Linked DNA regions of Triticum aestivum: region 1 is linked to region 2. Evidence: chromatin contacts called from public Hi-C data. All regions are on one chromosome and are shown on one strand. The core of a region is the stretch at or near the end of the contact, and the rest is flanking DNA. Distances in the headings are between cores, read along the strand shown. Region 1 holds the start of LOC123108058 (PRA1 family protein E). Region 2 holds the start of LOC123105431 (trihelix transcription factor ASR3).

What was found. Hi-C and Micro-C count contacts between places; a contact is called where the count stands out from the background.
Region 1: a Hi-C map of leaf shows a contact between it and region 2, with 2.7 times the contacts expected there. The contact joins the promoter of LOC123108058 here to the promoter of LOC123105431 in region 2. A contact is called at or near these places in 3 of 5 Hi-C or Micro-C datasets (all in leaf).

What each region holds. Positions count from the first base shown.
Region 1 is chr5A:625,343,043-625,345,967 of IWGSC CS RefSeq v2.1, forward strand. LOC123108058 (PRA1 family protein E) reads right to left here and starts at 1,415. Exons shown (of 1, transcript XM_044529917.1): 1 at 231-1,415. The coding sequence starts at 1,233. The coding sequence ends at 532.
Region 2 is chr5A:625,067,649-625,070,590 of IWGSC CS RefSeq v2.1, forward strand. LOC123105431 (trihelix transcription factor ASR3) reads right to left here and starts at 1,521. Exons shown (of 1, transcript XM_044527491.1): 1 at 132-1,521. The coding sequence starts at 1,433. The coding sequence ends at 354.

The sequences.
Region 1 (2,925 bases), core at 165-2,664, 280 kb after region 2:
AGTGTAGACATACATCAGAATTTATGAATGAGGATTTAGCATCATCGAAAACAATTGTTGTTCTCCAAAGTTGTGAAGAGAAGAAAACATAGTAGCAATATGAACCCAACTCTGGAGCTTACCTATCAGCTGATCTCTTTCATGTATCAGCTTTTCCAAGAATCAATCTTCTGTGTTGGCCCTGTTACTCTGTTAGTTAATTCAAAATGGTACATAAGAACATAGCAAGATACACTGAATTTCACAAGCTTTATTTCCATCACTAGTCAGTAGTAGGGATGATTTACACCTTGGAGCAACATCTTACAAAATTTCCCTTGAAAAAACAGCTTCAGATCATCACAATCAGCTTAAGAATTTCACTTGAACACCAAGTGGACTGACTACAAACAAATCAAAACTCCCCGCAAAAGGGAAAGCAAACAAGATCCTATACACCTCATACAGACTAGGAAGACTGAAATTTCCGTAGCATTACATCCTCGAAGAACAGAGGATCGGAAGAAACGCCCTTGGATCGAATCGAATGCCTCATCTCGGGAGCGTGCTGTAGCCGTAGGTGCTGCCCATGAATGAGGAGACGGCGGCGTCCCCGTCGAAGGCGTCCCTCTCGTCGAGGTAGACGTTCATGCGGAAGGCGGCGTGCACGCCGATGAGGGCGGAGGCGAGGACGAGGGAGACGAGCAGGTTGAGCCCCGCGCGGGTGAGCGCGACGGCGAGCACGGTGGCGGCGGAGAGGACGGCGAGCACGACGCGGTCGTCGACGTCGCGGCCGAGGCAGACGAGCGGGCCCGCGTCCCCGCCGCGGCCGAAGTAGAGCGCGAGCCAGGCGACGAAGAGGGCGAGGAAGGCGAGCATGGAGCGCGGGCGGTAGACGAGGCCGAGGAAGACGAGGACGAGCGCCGCGAGCGCGTAGTTGGCGCGGAAGTAGGCGAGGTTGCGGCGGGCCCGGGCGCGCGCCTCGCCGCAGGTCTCCGGGCGCGAGAAGGCCGTGTGGTCCAGCACCTCCCGCCAGGCCCGCGGCCGGCCGACGGCCGCGGCGGCCGCGGCGCTGGCCCCCGCGCGCGAGAAGAAGGCCACCCCCGCCTCCGCCGCGGTCGCCGCCGGCGGGGAGGCGGGGGAGGAGGAGGGGGAGGGCGCCGCCTCGAAGCCGCCGTTCGCGTCGGGCCGCGGCGGCGGGGGCGGGGCCGGGACGGCGCCGTAGCGCGACCAGGAGGCCGTGGAGGAGGACATGGCGGAGGGAGGGACGAACCCTAGGTGGTGGCGGGGAGGGGGGATGGATCGGGGGATCGTGCTCGTGCCGTGATTGATTGCTGTTGCTGGCTGGCCTCGGTCGATCGATCGATCGGTTTTTGTCGAGTGGATCTGGCTGGCTGGCTGGCTGGACGGAGGAGCAGGGCAAAGGGAAAAGTTTGCTTTTGGGGATTTTTATGAACCCAATTGGCCAATTCGCGGGCTAATTTATTAATGGTGTATCGGAGCGACTGGTTGGGACGTCGGCAGATCCGATCGAGCGGCTGGGAATGGCTCCTTCGACAAACAAACACACGTCCATGTCACGGCTCATATGCAACAAGCCAGAATGTCCTAATCGCATTTAAGTAGACGTGTTAATTTGCGGCGTATTAGCGTGGAACGAGTACAGTGTGTTCACAACTTTCTGGCCGAGCATTCATGTTTTAGATTTAGTAATACAAAACTCCTATTCATAGCTAATTGTTTGGGGGGCAGCGCTACGCATCGGCCGGGTGATAATCTAAAAGGACCGACCGTCTTGGCAGCGTTGTATGGCGCCCCGAATAGCCATGAGTATCAACCTTTATAACAAGTTATTTGTGTTGGGCTCCGTCTTCTACAACAGGAGCCTTGTTGCGATCTCTCCATGAACCTTTATTTTTTCCTTTAAAACAAGATCTATGTTGAGCTCGGCCTTCTGCAACAGGAGCCCTGTTGCAATCTCTCTAAACCGGGTTTTTTTAAAAACAATACCCATGTTGCGGAAATGAACCGCGACCACCGTTGCAACATCACATGGGTTTTAAACACGTGTCCCTGTTTGCACATCATTGTAACAACACCAAATGTTTAAGAAACATAGCTCAGCTGCAAACCAGTGCAACAACACGCATGTTTCATAAACATAAGCCTTGTTGCAGAAGCTTGTCAGAGGAGCACCACCGATGTTATCGAAGCACGGACGCCGCTTTGCAACATCGATGGTCGGTTGCGGCGGTTGGCCTTTCTCGCAGCAACGCTTCTCGTGCAGGAGGTATGGTTGAGGATGGGAACGAAAATATAGGAGAAGGAAATGATCTGACTTTGCAATGGAGGGAACTGAGAGAGGGCATGAGGAAGAATTGAGAGATGAATAAGGAGAGAAGATAAGATGGGCTAGGGAAGAGAGGGGTAAGGTTGGATGAGAGAGAGAGAGAGGGGCGTCTCCATGGGCCCACGAGGACACACGTCGTTTGGACGACGAGGCCGAAGCGCCCTAGCAACCGCCGAATGATTGCTAGTGTTTTCGTTTCTTCATTGTGAAAATCTTCATCCAGCTCCAGAGTGGCGATGCAATGAAGAATCGGTGCTTCTATAAATTTTGGTGTAGTGATGTCATGAAAGCATCGGGGCGACCTACACGACACCTACCTACATGGTCCTACGCCACCACGCCAACTACCGAACGAGATGAAGATGTGAAGATTTATGCATCCACATTCAAACAAAACCAAAACAATCGGCCCTGGAGTCCATTTTCTCAATCTGCATTAATTGTAGCTTCATGTATTGGTGAATGATCTGGCTTCAAACAATGCAAATCAATCATATTCATATCCACGTACGCTGCAATCCTCTGGGTTGTCACAACAGGGTTCATCGTAGGTTTTGAATTTATAGTCTCACTTCGAGAATCTCAAATATGCCAAC
Region 2 (2,942 bases), core at 271-2,770:
AGCCTTCAAAATTCTCCCGCAAAGGAATTTATTTTATCACTTAAGAAATCATTCTTTTTTACCCAGCAAAACATGCATACGGAATATTTCCATTTCAGCACACGACGCATACACAATCAAGATCTCTCTAGTTCAGAATAAGATCACCTGAATGACAGTATATATATATTATATATAACCTTATATCACCCTACATACAGTACATGATAAATCCCCCACCCTTCCGGACTGAATTCCGGAACCAGTTTATCACAAAGAGAAAAAGGAATCAAATGCCAGGAGAGAATCATCCTCCTATACCAATCTGTACACCCAACTTCTTCTGTCCAGGCATGCGGCTCCAGTCCAGGTAGCTAGAGCTTATCGGCGATCCTGCCAAGAGCATCGGCGAGCCTGCCGAGCACCACGGCGAGGCTGTTGGCCTGCTCTCTCCTCTCCTCGCGGTCGCGCTCCGAGTTCATGTTCTGCGCCTCCAGCTGCGCCGTCATGATCTGGCTGTTCCGCTCTAGGATCTCCAGCAGCTTGTCTGCTATGCCTTCTGCTCTGGGCTCACTGTCGTTGCCGGTTCGCTGTCTCTTCTGCCCGCTCTGCTGCAGAGTCGGTGAGCCTCCTGTCTTGGTGCTGCCTTGATGCCCTCCTTGCCTGTCTTTTGTTGTGCCTTGCTGTGCGCTCTGTTGCCTTGATGCCTCCGAATTCTCGGAAATCGGCAAGGCGATGACCGCCGGCGGTGGTGCCGGCGTCGCCTCTGGCGTCTCAGCATCTTCCTCCTCCGAGAAGAGGACCTCCTCCCCGGCGGGCCGGCCACTGTCAAACACGGTCTCCACTGCCACTGCCACTGCCACCTCCTTCCCCTTCCCTCTCTCCTCTTCCTCCTCCCCCGTCTCCTCATCATCATCCTCCTCCATGCGCACCACCCCTACTTCCTCCACGGCGGCACCACCACCGGAGCTGCTGCCGGCGACGACCCCCCGACCTCGACCTTCGAGTATGCCGTACACCTCGCGGTCGAAGAAGCCAGGGAGCCGGCGCTCCCGCCTCGCGTCGTTGCGCATGGCCCAGAACGAGGGCTCCCGCGCGCCGGCGGCCGCCCGCTCCCACTCCTTTATCTTCTTCCAGTCCCCAGCGAGGTTGCTCCACCGCTTCCGGCACTGCACGGCCCCCCTCTCCACGCCATGCCGCCGGCAGTACTCCGCGACGGCGGCCCACTTGGGCTCCAGCGCCGCCGCCGCCCCCTCCCCGGTTGCCCCGGCCGCCGCCGCCGCCGCCAGGCGCCCCCTCCCGCCGCGCACGCCGCCGCGGACTTCAACCATGCGCTTGCCCTCGATGAGCACCAGTATCTCCTGCCGCGTCCAGCGGGGCAGCCTCGGGGCGCGCACCGACGGGTTGGGCGCCGCCGCGGCCGCCGCACCGGCGGGGTCGCCGGCGCTGGACATGAGGGGAACGGAGTGGGGAACGCGTGATTTGGTGGGCGCAAGTTTCTTTTAGGGATTGTGGGCGGAAGTCGATTTGACGGCGTTGAAGCGGGTGGTGTTTTTTCTTTTTCCTTTTGAGCGAATGAGCGAATGAAGCGGGTGGTGTAAAAGGGTCACGTGGGCCGGACCGGCTGTAAAAGGGCCTGACATGGCACGGCCCGTGTCGGCCCTTTCATAAAGAAAGAAGTATAGTTTTCACCCTCAAATCCTGTCCAATGTCTCCGTAACCCCCCAAAGTCGATTTTGGTCTGATTTAGACCCCAAAAATGTCAATACCGGTTTAATCTCCCCCTGAGTGGTTTAGTGTCACATCAAGAGTGGTTTTGCATCTGATTTTGCGATTAGGCACTGATTTGTCACTGACGTGGCGTGCTTATATGGCAGCTGGTCGCTGAAATAAGTGGGCGTTCGTCTTCGTCATGTTTCGCCTTCCTAGTGCAGACAGGAAACCGGAAAGGCCGCAGCGCCGCCATCCACACCTACTGCAATTGCGTCCCCGTCGTCGCCGGCGGCGGCCACCGTCTCTCTCACTTGACGTCACCTTAGCATGGGATAGAGGAAGCGCGCGGTCTGTCGTATTCCGCGGTTAGGGCTACGCTGCCCTCAATCGTCGCGAGTCCATCTTTGTCAGAATCAAGCGATGGCTTCAGGTATGCTTACCGTAGTAATGTTCGTGTTAAGGACGAGGCTTGATTGCATCATGTGTTCGTGATAGCTCTGTTGTTTTGATATTAAAATGGGCTAATTTGCAGATGGCCGGCCTGTTAATTTCAGAAATAAAGTAGATGAATTTGCATTGTGCTTGTACTGATGATTGTCTTATAGAAACAGAACGTGCAGATGACTGGCCTGTTAATTTCAGAAATAAAGTAGATGAATTTGCATTGTGCTTGTAGTGATGATTGTTTTATAGAAACAGAACGTGACGTTTTTGACCGAATTTGACTGCTGAAGAGTGTTAACTCTGAATTTTGACTGTTGTTTTAGTATACAGTATAAATACTCTGAATTTTGACAGCATTTGTACAGAACTTTTACTGTAATTTTAGTACTGCAGTATAACTAGTCTGAATTTGGACTGAATTCAGAGTAGTTTTAGTAGTTTTGAGTACAGTTTTGACTGCAGTTTCAATAGTGCAGTTGCATTTGACTACAGTTTTAGTAGTTTTGACTGTATTTTCAGTAGTTTTAGTAGTTTTGACTGCAGCTTCAAGTTTTGTACATGTCATTTATCTTCATGTACGTGTACACATGCTTGGTGTCATGGTTGTATATTTTTATTTTCTTGGTGCCATCTATTGTAACGTGATGTACTTTCGGGGTTTATCCCCGCTATTCTGGGAATATAATGAGGGTTTTAGTTTACCCAATTAAACTAGTGTATTTGGACAGAATATGGACTGAATTATGATTGCATTTGTTTACTCTGTAAGTATAACTGAGAAGAAATTTCATTCATTTTGCAGCTCG